Linked DNA regions of Sus scrofa: all the other regions are linked to region 1. A link is a contact called in public Hi-C and HiChIP or PLAC-seq data. All regions are on one chromosome and are shown on one strand. Each heading gives the region's core, a stretch centred on a gene start, on an enhancer-like site or on the middle of the called end of the contact. The rest is flanking DNA. Distances are from core to core; before and after follow the strand shown.

The links. Hi-C and Micro-C count contacts between places; a contact is called where the count stands out from the background. HiChIP or PLAC-seq counts read pairs in DNA pulled down with a chosen protein or histone mark.
Region 2: an H3K27ac HiChIP or PLAC-seq map of skeletal muscle shows a contact between it and region 1. The contact joins the promoter of CCNB1 here to the promoter of CCDC125 in region 1. A contact is called at or near these places in 2 of 47 Hi-C or Micro-C datasets (heart right ventricle and skeletal muscle) and 1 of 2 datasets of contacts at active chromatin or transcription factors (skeletal muscle).
Region 3: a Hi-C map of skeletal muscle shows a contact between it and region 1, with 5 times the contacts expected there. The contact joins the promoter of SLC30A5 here to the promoter of CCDC125 in region 1. A contact is called at or near these places in 1 of 5 promoter capture datasets (fetal liver), 4 of 47 Hi-C or Micro-C datasets (heart right ventricle, liver and skeletal muscle) and 1 of 2 datasets of contacts at active chromatin or transcription factors (alveolar macrophages).

Annotation. Positions count from the first base shown.
Region 1 is chr16:47,476,108-47,479,872 of Sscrofa11.1, forward strand. CCDC125 (coiled-coil domain-containing protein 125) reads right to left here and starts at 2,482. Exons shown (of 12, transcript XM_013984842.2): 1 at 1,968-2,482.
Region 2 is chr16:47,336,264-47,340,123 of Sscrofa11.1, forward strand. CCNB1 (cyclin B1) reads left to right here and starts at 1,976. Exons shown (of 9, transcript NM_001170768.1): 1 at 1,976-2,128; 2 at 2,737-2,907; 3 at 3,001-3,177. The coding sequence starts at 2,108.
Region 3 is chr16:47,283,301-47,287,110 of Sscrofa11.1, forward strand. It overlaps SLC30A5 (solute carrier family 30 member 5), which reads left to right and starts at 1,674. Exons shown (of 16, transcript NM_001137624.1): 1 at 1,674-1,760. The coding sequence starts at 1,678. LOC110257255 reads right to left here and starts at 2,163. Exons shown (of 3, transcript XM_021076818.1): 1 at 2,158-2,163; 2 at 1,100-2,057. The coding sequence starts at 2,163. The coding sequence ends at 1,140.

The DNA.
Region 1 (3,765 bases), core at 1,232-3,731:
CTAATGGCTAAATCCCAGGTCTAGTCTCATCCCTCAGGCTGCTCCACCTCTGCAGAAGCTGTGAGAGCGCTGAGTAACCAGGTCCAGGGCCCTGGTCCATGCTGACCCCTCAATTCCACAGGGATCCCTGAATGCTTCCTATCTGCTTGCTCTGGCTCCCTTTCCTCTTCCCAGCCCTTCCTCGGATGTTTAGCTTGCAATCCCAAATACTCTTGAATACATGTCTCTAGCTGTTCAAGCACAGCTTGTTCAAGAGTAAATGCATCACCCTTCCAACCACCCCACCCCCAGATCTCGTCCAGAGTCCTCTCTTTCTGCAAATCCATCAACCATGCTCCAAAACACCCAGGGCCAAAATTTTGGAATCGGAGGCTTTTTACACCCCTCTCCTGCCCCAAAACATCCCATAGCTCCCGTGGCATATAATTAAAGTAGGCGTCACCCTTGTTTTCTGTAAGGAAACTCCAGTTTTCACTTCCTGTGCCATCTGCCGTACTCCCTGCACATGATCTGTGCTTCCGTGTAACGTGGATTGTTCCTGCTCCCAGGTGCCCTCTGCCTGGCGTCCTTAAAGCCTCTGCTGGAGCCACTCTGGAATGGCTTTCTTCTCTCAGGCCTCCCTCAGTTCATGACAAACTCTCCTGGACCAGCAGTGCTTTCTCGTACCTTTGAATCCTTCTAGCTCTGTGTCATACCTTATGGCTGCTCCATGGGCAGGTGGAGTTCCCAGGGCCAGGGATCAGATCTGAGCCACAGGTGCAACACCAGATCCTTAACCCACTGCGCTGGGCCAGGGAGCAAACCTGGGTCCTAGTGCTCCCGAGACACCACCGATCCCGTTTCGCTCCAGCGAAACTCCTGTGTTGTACCCTTCTCATAGTCCTTACTTCCTACCTGACTTGTGTTTTTATTGTACACGCCCCTAGTGCAGGCAATACATGTGTCTCAATGACTGTGCACAGCAGGTGTTTCAAAGACATCTGATGGATGAACTTGAAAGAGAAGAGATTCCTGCCCAGAAAACTTGAACTAGAAGCATCCACACCCACTAGCCGGCCAACCCTTTCCTTAGCAAACAAGTTGATCAAACAGAGACCTAATTCCTGTCAGGCTTGGTAAAAAGGAACTAATTTCAGCCCTTTCTTTTCTGTAAACACTGGCCTGCTACATATCGCTGTAGGATTTCGTTTCAACTTTTATATTAAAATAACTTTAGATTTACAGTAAGTCGCAAAGATAGTACAGTGAACTCCTGTATACCCCCGACCCAAATTCCTGTAGTGCAACATTAGGGTACATTTATCAAAAATAAAAAATTAACATTGATACACGCACTTAACCAAACCACATATTTTATCAGGATTTCCCCAGTTTTTCTACTGATGCCGTTTTTCCGTTCCAGGTTCCAATCCAGGATACCACACGGCATTTTGTGCGCTATAGCTTTAAGGCTTAAAATTGGTAGAAAAAAAAAAACTAGAAAAAAAATAACATAGGAGGAGGGGAGAAGAGGTAGAAACAAAGTCTTTCAAATCTATTTCTTATTTCTGCAATATCAGGTGAGGCCACTAAAGTAGCATTCGGCGAAGAAGGAGCCAGTTTGCCAGCTCGCCCACTCTCCGCTGTGCTTTTCCGAATCTGCAAGGCCCCGCCCCGAGGTCTGGCCGCGCACCCTCCCCAGCCTCCTCGGAGGCTGTGCGAGTCCCGATCCGGCTCCAGGAGCAGGACCCCCCCGCCGCCTCGTGCCGCCCCTCCCCCCCGTCCCCTTAGCGCGCTCACCGAGCACCGACCCTCCAGGCCGCGCGCGCCGCCGCTCTTCCAGCCACGTGACCGACCTGCGCGGCCACTACCGGAAAGGCGGGCGCGGCCGGACTTTAGATCCGCCAACTACCACCGGGCCACGGCCCGAGCTCACCTGGTTCGTGTCGGGCTGGTAGCGCTGCACAACGTGGACGCGCATAACTTACCCAGCTGCGCACAACCGAATTACAAATATAGTTGGAGACCTGGAGAAATAGGAGGCCGAGTGTGCGGCTCAAAGAAGGTAAAATTAGTTGGTTCCAACATGAAGCATCTCGGAGTCGCGTAAGAGAAGGATAGAGCTGAGCTATGGCTCAGCGGGGGCTGCGGGCCTTGAAAGGCAGGCTCTCAGCGCTGAGCAATGAGGGCGCCTTGTGGGCCAAGGAACTGCTGGGGCGAAGGCGAAACTGGACCTGGAAAGCTGCTATTCGGGCCTCCCGCGCTTGTGGGTTTCACGGGAAGGGCCCCATCTCCCTCTAACCCCACCCAAAACGTGCTGGGTCATTAGCTTCATCACCTGGTGCAGTGATGTGGGTATTATTTCCTAATAGCCGACATCTCTTGAAATAATTGAAGGCATTTCATAGTGGTCAAAAAACTTGGCAGGATTTAATGATTACTCACTTTAGAAATAAACTAATGTCGACGAAAATTCAGTTAACAGTGAAGGGAAGGGAAAAAGGGAATTTTATTCAAGCCAAATTGAGGATGATAACCTGGGAGGCAGACTCTTAGAAAGGTGAGAACGGTTCCACCTGTTAGGAGTACAAGGCACAGTCATATGTTTTCAACACATAGGCTCAAACATCAAAATGATATACTGGGGAGTTCCCTTGACAACCTAGGACTGAAATTAGTATATTAATATTTTTTAAGATTCCCATAATGTATATAGCTCTCTGTTAGATCCCACTATATACCTTCTGTTGAAAGAAAAGCTTATTATGAGCAGTGTTAGCAGTAGGATAATTATTAGCAGTAGCTTGATAAGCAAGAGAATTTAGTGAGTCCCAGTAGTGAAAAGAATATTGTCTTCAAAACAGCCATTCATATTACTAAAAACAATAATGAACACATAAGTGGTGCTTAGTGTGTGACAAGCACTGTTGTTGATTTAGTCCTCACAATAGCGCTATGAAGTAGTAATTGTCCTTAGAATGTATGTGATTTAACCCCAGGTAGTACTGGGTAAAAACACAGTGGTATTATCCTACTAGTCTGAGTCATCTTTCTTTTCTGCCTCATGCCCATCTTTCAATGCCCTGCATCCTACATCATTTATCCTTTTCTGCTACTCATTGTAGGTTATTCTCTCATTTTGTTAGAATCTCCAATGGGGCATGCATCACAATCTGTTTGTTCAAAGTGTCCATTTTATCCTCTTTGTATACTTGACTAAGATCATCTGGAGGGCAAGAATTTATCTTGGGAGGCCTTCCCCTCAACAGTGATTTGCATGAAGTCTTACATATACATGATAGGCAAGTTTATTTAAATGAAACTTGTAAAGGTTATGCTTGCATACAGTTTATCTTCCAGGAATTTACTCAATAAACTTGCATGTGCAAAGTTAAATATGCATTAGGCAGCACAATTTAATGGGTAAGAGCCTGCTAAGTTGGAATCCTGACTCTGATACTTCCTAGTTGTGATTCTGAGTAAATCATTTAACCCTATGAAGCTTGGTTCCATCACCTATAATGGAAATAATAATAATACCTACACCTCAGGTAGTAGTCATATGAATTCAGAGTTCACCACTTTTGAAATGTGTTTAAAAGAGTGCCTGGCACATAGTAATATATGTTATCCTTTCTTATCATTCTCATAAAATTAAAAACAAAAAGCTGGAAACAATTTAAATGTCCATCAGTAGGGGACTCAATAAACTACATCCTTAATGGAATTCTTTGCAAACCTTATCAAAACCAAAATGAAATACGACTACATCTTCAGGATGGCTGT
Region 2 (3,860 bases), core at 726-3,225, 140 kb before region 1:
TGCAGATTCAATCCCTGGCCCCCCTCAGTGGGCTAAAGGATCCAACCTTGCCATGAGCTGTGGTGTAGGTTGGAGACTTGGTTTGGATCTGAGGTTGCTGTGGCTGTAGCAGTGGCATAGGCTGGCAGCTGCAGCTCCGATTTGATCCCTAGCCTGGAAACTTCCATATGGCACGATTGCGGCCCTAAAAAGAAAAAAAATGTATGTGCTTTCTCAGCTTCAGCTAGCTGGAGAGAGCCCATGGCAATGGGAAAACAATGTTAGCATTTCCTAAGCAAGTGCTGCTGTGAGGGGAGGTGAAATCGAAGGGAACTTGATGAGGAGCATGGTTTTAAAGTGTCTTCTCACAGACACTTTAGTTGTAAGAAAAAAGCAAACAACTAAGTGTACAGTGCCAAAACCAGGTAAAAGCTTAGCCAAGTGATCAAAATTAATCTCCCTTATGGGGAACAGGTGAACACCACATGTTTGCAAAGTTGATCCCCTTAGAATATGATGTCACCTCCACGGCATAATAGCCAAAAATGCATAACCTCGGTGTAAATCACAGGAACCATTAGACAAACACAAAAATAAGAAAGTTCTATTTCCTAAAAAGTGGCAGGGAGTACTGCACTCTTCAAAACCATCAGTGTTCAAAAAACAAAAAAAAAAAAAAAAAAAAAAACAAAGACAAAGGAAAGCTGTGGGAACTGTTCCAGACTAAAGGAGGCTACATGCAACACTGACCCTAGCTGGATCTTGTACTGGAGGAAAGAAAGTGCTAGAAACTGCTCAAGCGACAAAATTAGAATACAAACTAGATTGAATAAAATGTTATAGTAAATTTACGCAGTTGCTAATTCTATTGTGATTACATTAAGAGAATATGCTTTTTTCCTTAGGAAATACACACTAAAAATTTAACAGATAAGGAGCCATGATATATATAACTTACCCTCAAATATTTAAGTGGTTTTTTGTTTGTTTGTTTGTTTGTTTTTTTAAGGGCCGCACGTGCAGCATATGTAAGTTCCCAGGCTAGGGGTTGAATCAAAGTCACATCTGCAGCCCACACCAGAGCTCAGGGCAACTGAGCAAGGTCAGGGATGGAAACTGAATCCTCATGGATACCAGTCAGGTTTGTTACTGCTGAGCCACAACAGGTATTTCCAAGAAAAAAAATTTATATACAGTTATACATAGATCTATATATAAGATTAAGTAAACCATAAAACAAATGGGGTAAAAATGTTAAGGATATTTGAATCTGGATAAAGGCTCTATGTGTGTTCCTTGTTACATTTTTGTCTGAAACTTTTGTAAGTTTGAAATTATTTTCAAGTAAAAAACTAAAAGAAAAAGATTGGCTTTGGGAAACAACTTGATTGAAGTAATCTGGCAGGTTAAGAGGCAGCCTGGCTTGCAAAATTAAGAGACAATTAGTGTGTGGAAACCTCATGGATCCAAAGAAAGTGAAGTTCAATCCCGTGTTACTAATTTGTGATCCTGGGAGTCACCCAAAGCATCTCGGAGCCTCCTTTTTATCCCAGAGTGCTGTTGGAATGAACAAACGAAAAAAGAATGTATATATAAAAGTATTTCCTGCTACAAGCCACTCTAGGAGAGGAAAGTGTGTTTAACAAGTAGGACTAAAGCCATAACTGCCCCTCACGTCAAACAAGGAGCTCCACTCTTCCTTTCCCAAGGCCGCTGTGACTTGTCTCAGCTAACTTTAGTCGCTTACAAGTTCACTGCTCCAGGTGTGGGGCAAAGAGAACCCTCCCTTCATCAGGTGGCAGTAGCGGCTGCCCCAGGGCGCAGGCGCCGAGTCAGACCACGTGACGGCCTGGCCCCGCCCCCGCCCGAACTTCTTCGCGGGATCGCCTTGGAAACGCATTTTCGGAGGAACTGGCCGCCGCCAATGGGAAGTGAGCGAGTGCCACGAACAGGCCAATAAGGAGGGAGCGGTGCGGGGTTTAAACCCGAGGCGGGGCCGGATTCCTCCCGGCGTGCTGCGGAGGAACGGCTGTTAGCTAGTGGTGGCTTCAAGGTCCCCGGCTGGTCGGGGCTCCAGTGCTCTGCTTCTCCCCTCTGAGCTGCTGCCTGGCCTGGTACAGAGGAAGTCATGGCGCTCCGGATCACCAGGGTGAGCTGCTGCGGTTGGTGAACAAACGCGGCTCTCCTGACTCCTGGGTCTCCTCTCCCTGTTTCCCCTGCTGGAGTTCCCCCACGGTGGGAGCGAATTTGGAGAGGAGGAAGGCGGTCGGTGGGCCCCTAACATACTGGGAGAGTTTGGGGGGCAGACGGACGGAGAGAGAAAGGTGCAAAAGAGAAGCGGATGGGCCTTGGACTAATTGGGGGGAGGGGGCAGATGGAGGGTAGACCGGAAACCTTTTGTAAAAGGTGTTGGAGGACCCGAGTGGGCTCCCACCAATTGCGCAATCTTCTTCCCTGAGGGAAAGGGAAGGTGCCTGCAATTGAAGGCTTTTTCGATTTCCATGGTATTTTAGGTCCGGCGGGGACTGAGCACGTAATCCCTCAATAGGTGAACGGAGAGGTTCCAGGAGAAAACTGACTTGTCATAAGCTTAGCGTAGACCCTGGAACCCCGGTTTCCCCTGGGAACCCATTCACAGTCGGCTTTCCTTCTGAGGGCCGCAGTTTTTTTTGTTGTTTTTTTTTTTTGCCCCGCTTTAACCCTTGACTTATTTTAACGTGGCGGGGCCAACTCCCAGACTCGTCTTGCTTCTTACAGAACACGAAAATTAATGCTGAAAATAAGGCGAAGATCAGTATGGCAGGCGCAAAGCGCGTGCCTGTGGCCTCTGCTGCAACCTCTAAGCCCGGACTGAGGCCAAGAACTGCTCTTGGAGACATCGGTAACAAAGTCAGTGAACAGCCACAGGCCAAACTGCCTCTGAAAAAGGTAACTATGCTGATTCAACTATTCTGTGAGTGTCTCCCTTCCAGCTGTGGCTCTTGGTGGAGAAACAATCCATTCTCTCCTTTTCATCCACAGGAAGCAAAAACTTTAGCTGCTGGAAAAGTTGTTGCTAAAAAACTACCGAAACCTCTGGAAAAGGCTCCTGTACCTGTATTAGAGCCCCAGCCAGAGAGGGAGCCCGAGCCTGAACTGGAGCCTGAACCAGAACCTGAGCCTGTTAAAGGAGAGAAACTTTCCCCTGAACCTATTTTGGTAAACTTTCTGGACCATTTTAGAGTCTGTTGATTGTTTGTTTCCTTTCATTTTATTCAAGTATGGAATAGCATTTGAACAAATAGTAGTAATAGTAACATTTATATAGTACTTAACAGGAAGTAGGTTCTGCTAAGCACTGTACATGCATTAGCTCACGTTAATAGTATACTCAGCACTGGTATTCTTCTAGTCACATCTAGTCAATGACAGAATTGGGTTCAAACCCAGCCTATCTGGCTTCAGAAACTGTGCTTTTAATTGCTTTGTTTTACTACCCCTCCTTTGTTTACGGTATTGAGTGGTAGCTGCAGGGACCAAAGATTTTGCTGTCTTTAAGGTACCAGTCATCTCTGACCAGAATATGTTGACTGAAGCACAGATTGTTCTCTTTAAGTCCTTTTTGTTTACTCCCTAATGTGGCCACCAAATAATAATAAGCCAACACCGAAATATATAAATGTGTAAAGCAGAAAATGTAGCTCTTCAGAGAGCAGGGTAAGAAGATGGCTTAACACTTGGCCTCAACACCAAGAACTTTTTATTAAATATCAGATATTAAATGTATCTTCTTCTGTGAGGGAAAAATATTTCATCTAGAAGAGGCTGCTTGGCTGAAATTGCAATGAATTGCATTCTTAAGTACTAATTTTTAATATCTCCTTAAAGCTGGTTGGGAAATG
Region 3 (3,810 bases), core at 424-2,923, 190 kb before region 1:
TGGCCTCGCTCAGTGGGTTAAGGAGCTGGAATTGCCGTGAGCTGTGGTGTACGTCGAAGATGTGGCTCGGATCCCGAGTTGCTGTGGTGTAGGCCAGCGGCTATAGCTCCAGTTAGACCCCTAGCCTGGGAACCTCCATATGCCACAAGTGCAGCCCTAAAAAAAAGCACAAATGCATCTTTAGCTTTTAAATTTCATGCCTTCCTCTGCATTCTACACATACGACACATCTTCCCACAATGTTTTTCTCCCATATCCAAAACCTTATCCAAGTTCGAGGTCAGGTCCTATCAGTGAGTCTTTTCCGGCTAAATCCCTATCTGGTTATTTGGAAAACCTTAGCATTTGAGAATTTAATGTGTAATGTTGCTAAGGTCTTGCTCTCAAATTGCTAAATATTTTTCACAATAGATTACAAAGTCCCAGCAGGCAGAGACTAGGACTTCTCGTTCTCTTATATGTTATTAACACTTTCTGTATATTCAAATTAAGTGTAGCATAAGCTAATCATAATTTACACTGTTCAAAACCCCATTTTCATCTCCGAATCCCAGTCCTCAAATTTCCCTATGAATAATTAACATGTATTGATTAGTATATACCATTCACTGTTATTCACACTTCACTTCTCTTTTGTGTGTGTGTGTGTGTGTCTTTTTAGGACCGCACCCATGGCATATGAAGTTTCCCAAAGGGGTGAAATCGGAGCTGTAGCCACTAGCCTGCACTACAGCCACAGCAAAGCTGAATTCCAGCCGTGTCTGCAACCCACACCACAGCTCACTGAAATACTGGATCCTTAACCCACTGAGTGAGGCCAGGGAGCGAACCTGTGTCCTCACGAATGCTAGTCAGATTCCTTTTCGCTGAGCTACTGACAGGAACTCCACTTTTCACATTTGAACACACACAATCCTCCCAAGAACCCGAGGATACAGATATTACTACTCTTACTTTCCAGATCAGAAAACGAGTCAGAAAGGACAAGTGACACAATTAGTAAGTGGCAGATTTGTGAATCAAATCAAGACAGACACTGGAGACCATTTTCTTAACTTTTTAGTAACATAAAAATAACCCTAATAAGGGCTGGTCCTACCTGCCTAGGTTTACTGGCCTGCAGGATTAAGCAGCACAGTTTAGGAGCCAGAATTTAAAAGAAACTCTATTTCGTCACACGCTGTGTATTTCCTCCGCCCCTGCCCTCCGCGGCAGAAGAATCCGCTATATTCCTGACGACCCGTTGGTGGCGCTGCAGGACAGGTATGCGCTGAGGCCGCGTCAATGAGAGAGGCTGAGAGGGGGTGAAGATTCGATCTGTAGCCCCGCGGTGGGAGGAGCCTAAGGAAGAGGGAGGGCTGGCGAGTGGTGTGTCCTGCGCAGGCGCAGAACCTGGCACTCCCCCGAGAGTGAGGGCTGCTGGGTCGGTGACGTGGCCTGGCAGCGTCCACTCCGGTGAGCCTCCGGGGAGCCCCGCGCCGCCGGAACTGTCCGTGGCCTAGTCCCGACGCGTGTGTGCTTGCGAGCCGGGGACAGCGGCGGCGGCCCGGCCTGCGGGGACCCGACAGGGCCGCTGCCATGGGGAAGTGACGCGCTTGCGACCGCTGTTCCGCGGCAGCGGCGAGACATGAGGAGACCCCGCGGCAGGGGCAGCGGCGGCGGCTCCTGATCCCCGCGATGGAGGAGAAATACGGCGGGGAAGTGTTAGCCGGCCCAGGCGGCGGCGGCGGCCTCGGGCCGGTGGACGTGCCCAGCGCTCGGTAAGGGACTGATCTGGCACCCGCCTCCCGATCTGCGGTCTCCCCGCGCAGGCGAGCTCCCTCTCCCTCCCGTCCCGTTGACAGCCCGGGACTCCTCCTCGGTTCTGCACGCGCCCCGGAGCCCTCCGTCCTCCCTGCTTCGGCTCCCAGGCCGCCTCTAGCTTTCTTTGGCTCCGCCGTCCCTCTCTGCAGAATGAATGCTCTAAGATCCAAGGAGGTTCTGCTTGAGATCTGGGTTTCCAGGCAGACCGTTAACCTTAGAACTGCCAGCCAGTTGACGTGAGAGGTTTTTCTGACCTATGAGAAGCATTTCTGTTGGCTGTTTCTCCCCGAAATAATGGGTTGGTGATACTTAACCTTTCTGACGTCTGCCTGCGTAAGTTAGAGGAAGGGTCACCGTCATCTCTTGAGGCGAAGAAACCAAAGTACAAACAGATGAACTTTGATGTTCAGGTTAACCCCGCACACCAAGAATCCAGCCGGTCATCTAGTTTTCCTTTCTTCGTTTATTTTGTTTTGTTATTAAGAAATGTGTGCTCGTTGTCCAAAAATTCAAGCAGCACAGAAATTCATAGAGTAAAAAGGAAAAATCCCCCCTTTATCCCCTTCCCAGCAATGCTCCCGTTAATCCCCAAGAGGTAAGTATACTGACCACTTTCCAGTGTGTCCTTCTTGACCTGTCCTAATTTCTGAGGTAGAGTGAAAGATGCGTAAAACATGGCCCAACAATTTTCATTGCCTTTATAGTTAATGAGGTTAAGTTTTTCTTGTTCTTGAAAACTCCTTTGAGATTTAAAGATGGTTTTGGTAAATTCTTGGAACTGTAGAAATAGAATCACTAACGCAACTTTTTTTTATGAAAAGGGAAGAACACAGCAAATGCTGGAGCAAAATTTAAATTAGCTGCATTTTCTGTAGTACAAGTTCAATTCTAATCTATTTTGAGCAACTTGTTTTTGTAAATAACAGGATATCAGGTATTATTTCCTGAGATGCGACAGCTAAATGCAGTAGGCAATTCTGATGTGGATTTCTAGAGGGGAAAATGCTGTGAAAGACAGTACTAGGTCACTTGACAAAATTGGACTCTGGACAATAGATTAGATAAAAATATATCCATGTTAAATTTCCTGTAGTTGATAACTGCACTGATTTTATGAGTATGCTCATGATCTTAGGAAACACAAGTATTTAGGGATAAAGTAGCAGGATGTATGTAACTTACTCTTTGAAAAGTTCAGGGGAGGGAGTTCCTGTCATGGCTTAGTGGTTAACGAATCTGACTAGGATCCATGAGGATGCAGGTTTGATTCCTGGCCTCGCTCAGTGGGTTAAGGATCCGGCATTGCTGTGAGCTGTGGTATAGATCACAGGCACGGCTCGGATCCCATGTTGCCATGGCTGTGGTATAGGCCGGTGGCTATAGCTCTGATTAGACCCCTAGCCTGGGAACTTCCATGTGCCCAGTGAGGCCTTAAAAAGCAAAAAAAAGTTCAGGGGAAAAAAAACTGTATTAAAGAGAGATAATAAGGCAAAGAAGAGAACATGTTAACAATTAGAGAATCTAAGTAAAGGGTGTGCTACTCTTGCACCTTTTCTGTAAACTTGAATTTTTTTTCTTTTATTGCCACGCCTGTGGCATATGAAAGTTCCTGGGCCAGGGATTGAATCTGAGCCACAATTGCAGTATTTGATCCTTTAACCCACTCTGCCAGGCTGGGGATCGAACCTGCTCCTCCCAGCAACCCAAGCTGCTGCCGTTGGATTCTTAACCCACTGTGTCACAGCAAGAACTCCTATTTTTAAGTAAATAAATAAATAGTTCAAGATTATTTACTCAACAGCTTAGATAGGTGTGGCAAATATTCCTTTGCCACCTTATTTCCACTATTTCCACTATTTCCTCTGCTTGGCAGAGGTGCCCTCCTATTGTAGTTCATTGCAGAATCAAATTCAGCTCAGGACTGGTTGAATTTTTAATAGATTTCAGGTTGCAAGAGTTTTCCTATACGTAGACAAAAATCCAAAAACTCCTTATAATCTACACCAA